2 separate regions of the Mus musculus genome follow, and region 2 is linked to region 1. The links are chromatin contacts, called in public Hi-C maps. All regions are on one chromosome and are shown on one strand. Each heading gives the region's core, a stretch centred on a gene start, on an enhancer-like site or on the middle of the called end of the contact. The rest is flanking DNA. Distances are from core to core; before and after follow the strand shown. Region 1 has its middle 17 kb from the start of Gm40153. Region 2 has its middle 180 kb from the start of 4930539C22Rik.

The links. A called contact is a pair of places that touch in the nucleus more often than the background predicts.
Region 2: a Hi-C map of the HPC-7 cell line shows a contact between it and region 1, with 4 times the contacts expected there. The contact joins two enhancer-like sites.

Annotation. Positions count from the first base shown.
Region 1 is chr3:133,677,567-133,683,885 of GRCm38.p6, reverse strand. No RefSeq gene overlaps it. Among named protein-coding and RNA genes, the nearest start is that of Gm40153, 17 kb to the right of the region's middle. Within about 2 kb of position 3,390, at least 3 of the 459 cell types and tissues checked have an H3K27ac peak or open chromatin away from gene starts, as enhancers often do. A contact at or near this core is called in the HPC-7 cell line, where this site is marked.
Region 2 is chr3:134,601,962-134,608,280 of GRCm38.p6, reverse strand. No RefSeq gene overlaps it. Among named protein-coding and RNA genes, the nearest start is that of 4930539C22Rik, 180 kb to the right of the region's middle. Within about 2 kb of position 2,615, at least 28 of the 459 cell types and tissues checked have an H3K27ac peak or open chromatin away from gene starts, as enhancers often do. A contact at or near this core is called in the HPC-7 cell line, where this site is marked.

The sequences.
Region 1 (6,319 bases), core at 2,141-4,640:
GGAATGGTCCATGCCTATAATCCCAGAACTTAGGAAGCAGAGGCAGAAGGGATTGTGAGGTAAGGTTATCCATTGCTACACAGCAAAACAAACAAACAAACAAACAAAAAACATGGACCCAGCCCTCCAGAACAACTCTCTCCTAACTCAAATACAGAAAGCCTAGAAGGAAGGGAGTGTTACCCTTTAAGGCATCAATCATCCTTACATCCCAACCCATCAGGGATGATGAGACAGATGTGTCTATAGCCAATAACATCTCAAAAAGACTATATCACTGCCCCTTTAACCCTACCACATCTCCTCACCTAAGACTAGGAGGCAGAGCTCTGTTTCTGGAGTCAAAAATGACACAGCCCATTTGGGATCCATTAGATCTAGCTGGGTACTAGAAAAGCACAAAAAAATGTGACATTCCCAAGCAGGAGAGAGAGAATGATGGAGAGGGAGGAGAAAGCCCAGTGGACAATAAGGAAAGGGTCTAATACTGGGGTCTGATATCAGGAAGGGGGAGGTAAGTAGCAGAACATCCAAAGGATCAGGTCAAAGTCTGAGCAGGGAGAAGTACATGGATAGCTACGGTTACCCACTGGGACCAGAAAGCCTGGAGTTCTGCAGCATCTGCTGAGTGCAGGGCGGTGCTGAGGGAATGAGAGTCTGCCAGTCTCCCCCCATTAGCCACAAGTCAATGAGGGGCCTAGAGCCTGCTTGGAACTGCTTAGTCCACCTTTGGTTACAATTTCCTTTCTTCTCCAGATACTTGAGCCAGAGAACACCAAGGACAAAATAGTTCATCATCATCATCATCATTTATTACATTTTATTATCAAAGTCAGTCACGTGGTCAGGTAGGAGGCAAAGCCAGAAGAAAAAAAATCTAATCTTTAATTCCAATTTAGTATTTCTCACTGAACTGTAGTCCCTCACTCTCTCATTTATTTCCCACCAGCTCTAGTCTGCTATTCCATCAGGAAGCCACATTGAGGAATGGATTATTAGAGAGCTAAACCAGCCTGAGAGATTTGCCTTTTCCACACCCAGTCTTTCTTCAAAGCCAACGTGCTTTCCAATTGGAAAGTCTTGGGGTCTTTAAGAAAGGAAAGAGGAAAAGTGAACACATGGAAGAGAAGACATAAGAAAACTGAACAAAGACAGCTGGCCCAATCCTGCTACCTCATGAACTCACGGTACCCACTGGGAAGCAGAGGCTCTTATGGTGGCCTAGCTGATCACAGCCAGCTAAATGCTGGCTACGCAGTAGAGTGCTAGGAGACCTTTGAAAGTTCCCCATGCCCAGGACAGTCAAATCAGAATCTCCTGTCAGGAAATCCAGGCAGAGGGATTTTCAAAGCTTCCCAGATGATTCAAATATGCAGAGTCACTAACAAGACATGTTAGCTCTCCAGGGCTCAGGTGTACCAGCTGGGCATAGCAGCTTTCTGGGGGAGGTTCTTTGACATCAATATAAAATTAAAGTAGCCATAGGAAATAAAACTATATTTTAATCATGCCTCAGATTTTATTGGATTCCCCATATTTTTTCTCTCCAGTTTTTTGGTTCTCTTTTGTGCTCCATAAAATTCTAAAGACAGAACAGTAATGCTAATAGGATGAATGCTATTAATAATTAGAAGTGGATGTCATTACTTGACCATCCTTGGTAGACTCCCTGGAGCAGAAATAAGCTATGCTCCCTTCTACTGGCTGAACTGTCAGTTCTTCCTCTCTAGTCATCCAGATGAGTACTGCCTCCATTCAAGGCTTAATCTATGGAAATCACTCTCATGGAAGGAATCTCAGAAGATGTCAGCAAGATGACAGCACTGACGTGCTCAGCACATTGTATTGCCAACACACACAAAAATCGTAAGTTGGTTGTTGCCAATGACGAAAAAGACCTGGATGACAGAACCAGATAGACAGCACAGTTCACAGAGGAGGACAGAGGGGCAAGAATTCATGCATGCATTTGGCAGTCCACAGTATTATGATGGCGTCCCTTCCTTACACAGGTGAGGACTTCTCTTTGACTCCAGTGCAGTAAACTAGACCATAGTTCAGGGCTATGTTTCACTGTGTGAGTTGGGAGGGGCAGTGTGGTGTGATGACAGTGGGACCTGAGTTGGGTGATCTCTGACAATGTGAACAAGGTTTTAAACCTCAGGTTTTTTTTTTCAATCTGGAAAATGGGAATGATGATGTCCAGCTCACATGGTTATTACAGATTAGCTTACTTTCTTGTAGCTATTCTTGGGGATTTGTGGCCTGCCGAGTTAAATTAGGGTGTCTTGCTGTTGGGACCCAAAGGCCATAGACAACATGACTTTGATACGGATATCTGGTAGAAGTCAACCAAGTAAAACATGACTGACTCGGGACATTCGGGGAGCTATGAGTTGGCACTAAACAAATGACACTAGGAGTCCTGGGAACCTCAACATCAACAGTGATGCATCCTGTTACAGAACTGTTTTGGCAGAGTTCCCACATTGTAGGATTCAATATAAAATACAGCTTTGGAGTCAGAGGCCTATGCCTGCCCCTTTGCCTTCACCATCCTGCTGTGTGTTTGCCCATAGGTCTATGTAGCTACTACTATGTGACCTGTGTGCAGCCTATCTGTGTGTAGCCTGTGTGTACTAGAAAGTTCCTGGGTACCTACCACTGCCTAGAAACCTTTGCCTAGAGTAACAGTGTAGGTATTATCTGGCATCGACTCTTCAGTTTCCCCTCAACCCTCCTGTTCAGGCAATAGAACATGAACCTTATATTTGCATGAATATGAATAAGAAGTTATGCATTTGAGCAAGTGCAACTTACCAGTGACTGTTGCACTGAGGAATATACTCCCACTGCCGACAGCATCCATTAGCTGTCTATAGTGCCCCCTAGGAGTAGTAAAGACCCATGAGTCCCTCCCCATCCACGAGGGCATATTGACATGTCCTCTCTGTGCAGGTTAAGATTGTTTTTTTAATAGAAAAAGCACAGGGCCAAATATAGAGTCCCTCACTTCAAGTTGTTGCTCAGGGGAGTCCCAGAGACACACAACCCTCTTCCAAAACAATATAAGCTATTGCCACTGGTCTTGATTAACCACTGTAACTTCATGGCAAGATGCTTTTGCTAAAGACACAGTACAGCTGTAGTTGCAGAATATGGAAAAATTAAGCTAATACTAGCAAGGAAGGTTTCCTCCTTGCTGGCTACCTTTCATATAACTGGAAGGTGCTATGTCGGCTCCTGGGGATTGTGGGGGACACCAGCAGCACTATTCAGCTGTGACCTCTGTGAGGTAAGATAAAAATCATCAAGTGCTTGTTCTCACTCCCCATATCCTGCCTTTACCCTGCTATGCCCTCTCCTCTGCCAATCAACCCTCCCGGTCTAGTTTCCCTTTCATATCTTTACAAACACCAGTTTCTATTTGCCCTTCCTTGGAAGGGTCTCTCCTCCCTCCTGATCCCTTGCTAGCTACCAAGCCTCTGTGGATATTCTAAATAAAACATGCACTTCTAAAGCTTAAAAGTTAAAATCCACATATCATATCAGAGAAGACTTATGCAACATTTGCATATTTTTTCAGTCGGGGTTATTTCTCTCAGGATGATAGTTTTTTGTTTGTGTTTTCCCTAGTTTTGTCCACTTACCTTCAAATTTCATTTTTTTTCTTGACAGCCAAATAATATTTCAAACTGCTACTGTGTCACATTTTCATTACCCATTATTTGGTGAGGAACATCTAGACTGTTTCCAATATCTGGCACTATAAATAGGACACCAATGAACACTGATAAGCATGTGTGCCTGTGGTAAGATTAAGATACGGAGTCTTTTGAGTCTATTCCCAAGAGTGGCATAGCTGGATCTTGTGGTATATCAATGCTATCTTTGTGATTTTCATATTGGCTATATCAATTTCCATGCCCATTGACAATGAATCTATTTTTCACCCTTTTCCTGCATCCTTGATAGCATGTGTTTTCTGTCTGTCTGTCTGTCGATCTTGACCATTATGACTTGAGTAAGATGAAATCTTAAAGTAGTTTTAATTTGCATTTCCCTAATGGCTAAGGATGTTAAACACTTTTTTAAGTGCCTTAGGCATTTGTGTTTCATATTTTGAGAACTCTTTGTTTAGTTTGATATCCTCAGTTTTTTTTTAAAAAAATGGGTTATTTGTTTACTTATAGTGTCATGAATATCACAAAGGTAATCAACTGCTCCCTGGTTATATTTAAGGCCACGAGATGAAATGTATGTTTGATACTGTAAATCTAGTCAAGAATCCATGGCTGGGAAATTCACAGGTGTCAGGGGTGAATCTACCACCATTATTCTGCTAAAATGGAAATAATATAAACTGGTCTTTAATTTTTCTATAGAGCCCTAGATTAGTGCAGTTCTCAGACATCCTCAGAAAAGCATCCAAGGGCACTGGACACCAATGAATGCAGAAATTTACAGTGGGTACAGTGCAGAGAACATGACATACAGTGGGTGCAGTGCAGACAACATGACTTACAGTGGGTACAGTGCAGAGAACATGACTTACAGTGGGTGTAGTGCAGAGAACATGACTTACAGTGGGTGCAGTGCAGAGAACATGACTTACAGTGGGTGCAGTGCAGACAACATGACTTACAGTGGGTACAGTGCAGAGAACATGACTTACAGTGGGTGCAGTGCAGAGAACATGACTTACAGTGGGTGCAGTGCAGAGAACATGACTTACAGTGGGTGCAGTGCAGAGAACATGACTTACAGTGGGTGCAGTGCAGACAACATGACTTACAGTGGGTGCAGTGCAGACAACATGACTTACAGTGGGTGCAGTACAGAGAATATGACTTACAGTGGGTACAGTGCAGAGAATATGACTTACAGTGGGTGCAGTGCAGAGAACATGACTTACAGTGGGTACAGTGCAGAGAACATGTGTCAACAGAGTGTTCAGACACAACTAGGACACCTATAGCACAGCAATTCCCCAAGGTTTGGGGACAATCACAGAAAAGAAAGGAGATGATGGTAAAAGCCAAAGGTTTGGGACGACCAAAGCAAAACAGTATGTTCTAGATGTTACAGAATCACTACACTTAGGAATTCCCAACAGATGTGGTTGCCTGCTCAGGAGCTGTACAAGATCAAGTCAACATCCTAGCAAGGAGGAGGGAGGAGCTCTGGAGCCCACACCCCAAACTGAGGAGCTATTAATAGCTTGTGGCTTCTGGGAGAGGAAGGGTCAATTTTCTTTAAAGATGTGACCCTTAGTCTGTGAACTATGCTCCAGTGTATGACTTCACACCCATGAAACTGTGGGCAGCACGAACTGGACTTAGTGCATTAGAAAAATAAATGAAAATAAGATGGTATAAAGTTTGAGGAAGTGGAGAGAGGATAGATGTAGGAGGAGATGAGGAAAAAGCGAGATGGAACATTGTCAAAATACATTATATGCATGTTTGAAATTCTCAAATAGTGAAAATATATCAAAAGTATTGCTTCCTGGTGGTGTATAGAAATAACAGACATTCAATGAATAGTTATGATGCCCAAGTAATGATACAAAACCGTTTTCACATCAGCAAGTATAGTTGTATAAGAGAATATAGAGAAGCATTTCACTGGGCTGTAGAAAGAGGTAGTGGTTAAGAGCACTGGCTTCTCTTCCAGAGGATAAGGGTTCAATTCCTAACACTGTTGTGGCATGCTACAATTGCCTGTGACTCTAGTTCCTGGGGTCTGACACTTTCTTTTGGCCTCTTCCAGCACCAGGCACACACATGGTGCACAGACATACATGCAGTCAAAATACGCAGACACATGGAAAAATAAATGAAAAAGAGGAAAGAGATATTTTGCTAATATCCCAAGCTGGTCTTATGTTTATGTTTTGGAAGCTTGCCCCTAGAAGCATCTGTAGTTTTTCAACTGAAGCTTATGGTCATTGCAAACAAAATTCCTCTGAGAAAATCATTTTGTTGTACTAATTACTGAGAAAAACCAAGATACAACTATTCACCCAGGAAATCAAACTTAAGTAAATGGTTTCTGGTTTAGAGAGAGAGAGAGAGAGAGAGAGAGAGAGAGAGAGAGAGAGAAGAGAAGAGAAGAGAAGAGAAGAGAAGAGAAGAGAAGAGAAGAGAAGAGAAGAGAAGAGAAGAGAAGAGAAGAGAAGAGAAGAGAAGAGAAACATGCTCCTATTTACCCCTTAATGATTGTTCTTTGAATTTTACCAGAAAGTTACTACAGTTTTTAATTTTGACAGTGTTGTCATGGTTGCCTGCTATGATTTTGAGCAACAGTTTGTTACCAT
Region 2 (6,319 bases), core at 1,366-3,865, 930 kb before region 1:
GGTTGCATATTTCATATTGAGTCATTCTGGAATATGCTTTAAAAATGCCAGTGTTGGGTTTTATCCTGCAAAGGATTCTTGCCATTTCTCCAATGTGTCCATGGCTTTGCATATTAATACCAGAGAACAAAATATGTTAATGCTTCTGTATTCTTTGCATGTTGATGCCTATGCATGTCAAAATTTTACTTATGTGTTTGGAGATATATGTATGCTTCCTTTATATGCTATCAACAATGAAGAATGGATTAAGATATGTCACAACAAACAATATTACTTAACCCAATTTTACAATATTAAAATTATTACAAAGTTATGTACAGCAGAACCCCTGAAATTTTAGATATTCTAGTAGTTTGAACCATTTGATTTTTACAAAAAATGACATTTACATTTACAGTGTTGAACCTCCTGTTTATACATGACTCACTAATTAGTGTTACAGCAAATGTAAAGTATGGTATAACGATACATACATGTACATACATGCATAATACATACACATACATACATACACACATTCAGAGAGAGAGAGAGAGAGAGAGAGAGAATTTACTATAGACTAAAAGCATAAAATTTTGTCAGCTGGGTATTTCCAATTTAGTGCATAAGGAACCAGATATTAATAACAATATAAATATATATTACATGACAAAACAGTAAAGGTGAAAAAATGCAACTTGACTGTGTTGAACATTAGCTAAGTGGTGTTTCTCAAGGAACTCTTGTTTTATGCATTTAACATAGTCCCAGTGCTATCCAAAAACAGATGCCAGAAAGCAAAACAGAAATTATACATACAGAGTGCTTTGTAGGTGTTTTGTATACAGTATGTGTAGATTAAAGTTTAGTTATCAGTATCAAGAGAATTTTACCTAATTGGGGAGGTAGCATAAGACAGTATTTTGTTTGTTTGTTTGTTTGGTTTTTTGTGTGTGTGTATTTCCAAAAAAAAATTTTTTTAAGATATTAGATGGTGGTAGAGACCATGGATAGACGAAGATACTATTAAATTTGCAAAGATTCAACCAGAGAATTTCTACTTCCTGAGAGCAGATTAGCAAGCTAGGATTAGCCCTTGGAGAAAGTGACCCCAGAGAAGTCATAAAAATAAGATTTCCGTTTAAATAAGCTTGGAGTAACAAACTTAATTTTAAGGAAGCAGTGGGTATATTAGAGAAGCCCCAGCATAAGGGAACAGCCTAAGCCCGAGACAGAGGCAGAGTCTCAGAGATAAGGGGCATTCATTTTTCAGTAGTGTGGGGGTATACTGAATGTTTGTATCCTGATAGTGCCTGGAGTGAATGGTGCTGGGTCTCCTTCCTAGAAGTCTTCCTGGAATCCCATATCTTTAACCTGGAATCCAATGGGTCTACTACGGAAGAATGTGAAGAGAATAATATTGGAAAAATATCCAAAGGCAATCCAGGGAAGGCAGGGCACATGGCACGTGGTACAATATACAGTGTCTCTGATTCCCATACTCACTGAAGGAATAGCCTGTGTGAATAAACTGACTTATTTAAAAGTTTCTGCTTTATTCTTCACAATTACAAAAGAGGAGAATACCAATACCACTGATCATCTCTGCCATAGATCATCTGTATCTGCAGATATCTGCCTGTTGTCTCTAGAAGGCTTCCATTGTGTGGCATAAGAGAGCCATGGAAGAAAATGTGAGTTTGGCATTTATGCTAACATGTGTTAGAAGGTAACTAAAACTAGCTGTCACAAAGAACAAATAAAATGCTGTATATGAGATTCTTGCCTATGTTCTCAATATTTCTAGAGTAAGTAATTTTAACTATCAATATCTAGAACATTCTAATTAGGGAGTCAGGGAACAAAAGGTGAGTAGCTATGTACATAATATCCATTAAACACCCCAAAGCCACACACATATACACAAAGTCACATATATAAACATGGATAAAGTATCATTAAGCACCCCAATGTCACATACACATATATAAACATGGGTAAAGAATTAATTTTATCTTTTGCAGCAGGGTCTTCACTCTAACTTGTGACCCCCTGCTTCAACCTTCCAAGTGCTGGTATTCATTTATTCCTGTAACACCTTCACGTGTAAATGCCAACTCTACAGTTGTGATCTAAGTACCGTGACGTGGTATTTAATGGAGGAACTATGACATTGAACACTTATACTTATTACCATTGCAAATCATACATACTTGAGTTAGAAGTAACAAATTCAAACAAAATTTATTTTTATGTTATACATAAATTTTATTTTATATTATACTTTTTTATTATACTATAACATATTGACTAAGACGCATGACATTGTTCTATGAGAAGTACAGTTGCATTCGTCACTTAAAATCTTTAATTAGCTTTAGGCAAGATATAAACATAGACACATGAATTCATAAACGTTTCCTTTTTCTTTCTGATGGAGCCTCAGGCCCTGCCTTCCTTTCAGTCACTGGACCTCAGCAGAGCCGTGGAATGCTTTCCAGAACATAGATTTAAATGAGGCGCCTGCTCAGTGGGCTTACAACCTAATTAGACAGAGACAGTTGACCAACATATGCCCACAGACTACAGTTGGCCACTTATTTATTCCCTAATTAACATAAAGCAGCAGGAGGACAAGCCTGTCTGTGCTCTGTGCAGGAGAAAGTCTGTGTGTGCTGTGGAGCTCTGTGGGAAATGAGACCGCTTCCTCGTTGGGGGTTTTCTGAGCTCTTCCTCTGGTTCCTTGCTTGTCTCCATAATTAATAGTCCCAGGCATATCTTGCTGAGACTGTATTTGGCCAAGCAAACAGACCCTTGCAGCACAGCGGAACCGTTTGCTTCAGCTGTCGTGTTGATCTCTACAGGTCACTGAATGGTGGATTCCAGTGTTGTGCGTTCAACTCTCTGGAGAAGCTCAGCCAATGTGTGCCAAGTGGTTTCTCTACACATGAGCAGTTTAGTAATTCCAGCTACAGGGATGGCTTTCTCCTAAGACTTTTTGATTATACAAGTCATGTGGTTACTTTCTACTTAAATCTTCTTTTAATTTTAATATTATTCCCCCTTTGTTTTCAGACTATTCAGACGTTTAAAGCTTTAAGCCCTAAGTGATCTGAGGTCGGCCTGCCCAGATCTCTCTTTAACATTCTGTCCTACACTGGTTTGCTTTATGTCGACTTAGCAACGGGAACCTTGAGTTTCAGTTTGGAGAAAATAAAAATTCCACAGCTTTACAGCTGCGAGTTTCTCACCTGGGCCTCTTTTATATTTTTGGTCTAGTTCTTACGTTATCATTTACTATTCCAAAATAAGACAATGGAAACATTGGCAAATGTACAAATCTAATTATACTCAGTATCATTTCTCTTAATTTAGGTGTCTGTTTGTTCTGTATGAGATAGGATCTTGTTATGTAGGCTAGGCTGTTTTTGAGGTTCCAGGGAGTCTCCCACCTCATGCTCTCAAGTGTTGGGATTACAAACATAACCTACTGTGCCTTGATTACTGTTTGGACTTTTGAATGTTGAAACTTAAAAATCACACATACTGACATTGAATAGTTGCGTGTCATCAACACACCACTTTGCAGAAAACAGGAAAACAACACAGCAAGTATCGGGCAATTAGATTCCAAAGGCAGGGCCTTAATGTTCATCTCTGCATTAATTCTCGATCTTCTGACTTAGTGCCTTGATTCTGAAATAAGAAAATATAGGCAGTTTCATTCAAAGAAATTTTAAAATAAACTTTTAGCCTTAGTGAGATTAAAATGGGCTTGCCCTTGCAAGACAACCAAAGAACAAAATTCTGCATCAAAATACTAAAACCAAAACAAAATTCTATGTAACATTCACTTGTAACTGCTCTGCAGAGAATTCTAGCAACAGCAGTATTGTTGTTTGACTTGGCAAATTGAGTTTTCATAATTAGATCAACCATAATTTAGTGTTTGGCTTCTGTGTAAATATATGTCCTTGATCTTAAACTTTTCTCAGAAATAATTCAGAAAAGAAATAGAGGTGGTTTTATGTAGACTGAAGGCTTATTCCTCTCTCTTTGCTCAAATCACCATGTGGACTTTAGTGAACTCTGTAGTAAAAGTGAGAGAAGTTTCACTCATTTCAATGCCAAGCTTTACATTTGGAAACAATACAATTTGTTTTTATTCTCCCTACCCCCTCTTCCATGTTCATCATGGAAATTTCATGCAGTATAAACAGTAAACTCACCCCCAAATTGATCTAACCTCAGGGCCTCCTGCAAGCATTCTGGGGAATCAGGGTTTTGTCACCTCTGAGGATAGAATTCATTTGGATTCTCCTGTTATCTGCCTCTAGGACTTGGGCACTTATTTGGTGATTGACTGACTTATTTATAACTCATTATTATATGTCCCTTATTGCAGTTTTGAATTTGGTATTTTAAAAATCAAAGTAAATTAAAACTTCAAGGAATAAGTTGACTCTCCCATATAATAAAATGGCAGCATAGGGGGATGCTGGAGTGGTGAGGCGGAAGTGGGTGAGTGGGTGGAGGAGCATCCTCAAAGAGGCAAAGGGTAGAGAGGAAGCGGGGGGGGGGGGTGGTATGGTGAGGTTTGTGGACGGGAAACTGGGAAGGGGGATATCATTTAAAATGTAAATGAATAAAATGATTAAAGGGATCTGCAACCCTATAGGTGGAACAACAATATGAACTAACCAGTACTACCCCCCCCTCCCAGAGCTCTTGTTTCTAGCTGCATATGTATCAGAAGATGGCCTAGTCGGCCATCATTGGAAAGAGAGGCCCATTGGTCGTGCAAACTTTATACAGGAGAACACCAGGGTCAAAAAGTGGGAGTGGGTGGGTAGGGAATGGGGGGACTTTGGGGATAGCATTGAAAATGTAAATGAAGAAAATACCTAATAAAAAAATTACAGAGTACAAGTAAAATCAAAGTTAGGGAGCATAATTTCAAAAGTAACCGTTACAATTTGATTCCTTAAAATCCAAGTTTTAAATTAGTATAACTGGTATACATTCCATAAGAAATAACTATTTGCATATAATTACAGCTATAAGCAAATCTGTCTAATAAAATGTAATAGTTCTGTCAGCATCTGTAAGACTTGGTTGTTTGGGTAGCACTTAATAGGAAGGACGAGAATTTCTGGGTGCCTGCCAGCTGGCCATCTGTCTTCGTTGCCCATGGAGAATCAGAACAACAGGATCTTTCGGCACAACCAATTACAACGGACAACCTCTAACCCTGTTTTAGGTTACAACAGGGGAGAACATTACTGAAAGGCTAGATTAATTGATTTAATGCTGAGAAGTTGGGGAGTTTGAAGATATTCTTGAGAGTATCTCTCTGAGAGCATTGAGGGAAAACATGGATGGATTAAAGGAAGGTTGCCTTTTCTTCCGGGTGCTTTATTCTGCATTAGGAGGAATAATGATAACACAGTCATTACTCTCCTCTATCAGATAAAATAAGTCAGGAAATAAGGCGTTTGTCACAAGTATTTCTAAGATATATTGAAAGTTTGGTTGCAGGAATGTGGGTATCAGTAGTTCTTCCAAGCTTATCCTGAGAGAAGCACCTGGGCTAAGTATCACATACAGACTTGCTCTCAAGAGAAAAGAATTAAGATGGAAGGGTGTACCAGGCATAGGATAAAGTAGACAAGAACTGAGAGAACTGAAGAAAACTATTCATGATCTGACAGCTACATTTGGTCCCAATAAATGCTTTGACTTTGGTATTTTCTTTGGGTGACTACAGTCCAGTGATTTAGAACCAGTAAAAGATTTTAAGTAAAGAGTTATTTTTGGTTGTAACATACCCTCTAATGACTGAGCCATCTCTCCAGCCCAAGCAAAAGAGTTACAATGCACCAATGCATATTTAGAAATATCTGGGAGAAATTTCTTAGAATAAGGCAGTGGGGAAGGCACACTGACTTCATACTGGAAATGCCAAAGGAACATCACAACGCTAAGGCTGAAGGGAAGTAAACACACTGGCTATTGAACAATGAGAATGCACTCTGAGAAAAGAGGCATTGCACAGACCAAGACAGAAGATTTACTATCATATATGTGTTACAGTGTATTACTGTGTATTACTTCTAGGGTCACGAAGAACAAAATATCATGATAGTCAATAAAACTAAGAGAAACGATACCATCAACAAAGGATAGACATGAGGTAAATGAAGCTGGTGTTCATGTAATGGTGCACACATTTTAGGGTAAATGTCTTCATAATTAGAAGAGATGCCTGAATAATGATAAAAAACAAATACATAGTAAATACGATAAGCAGCAACATAACCACTTATCTCTCTCAAGT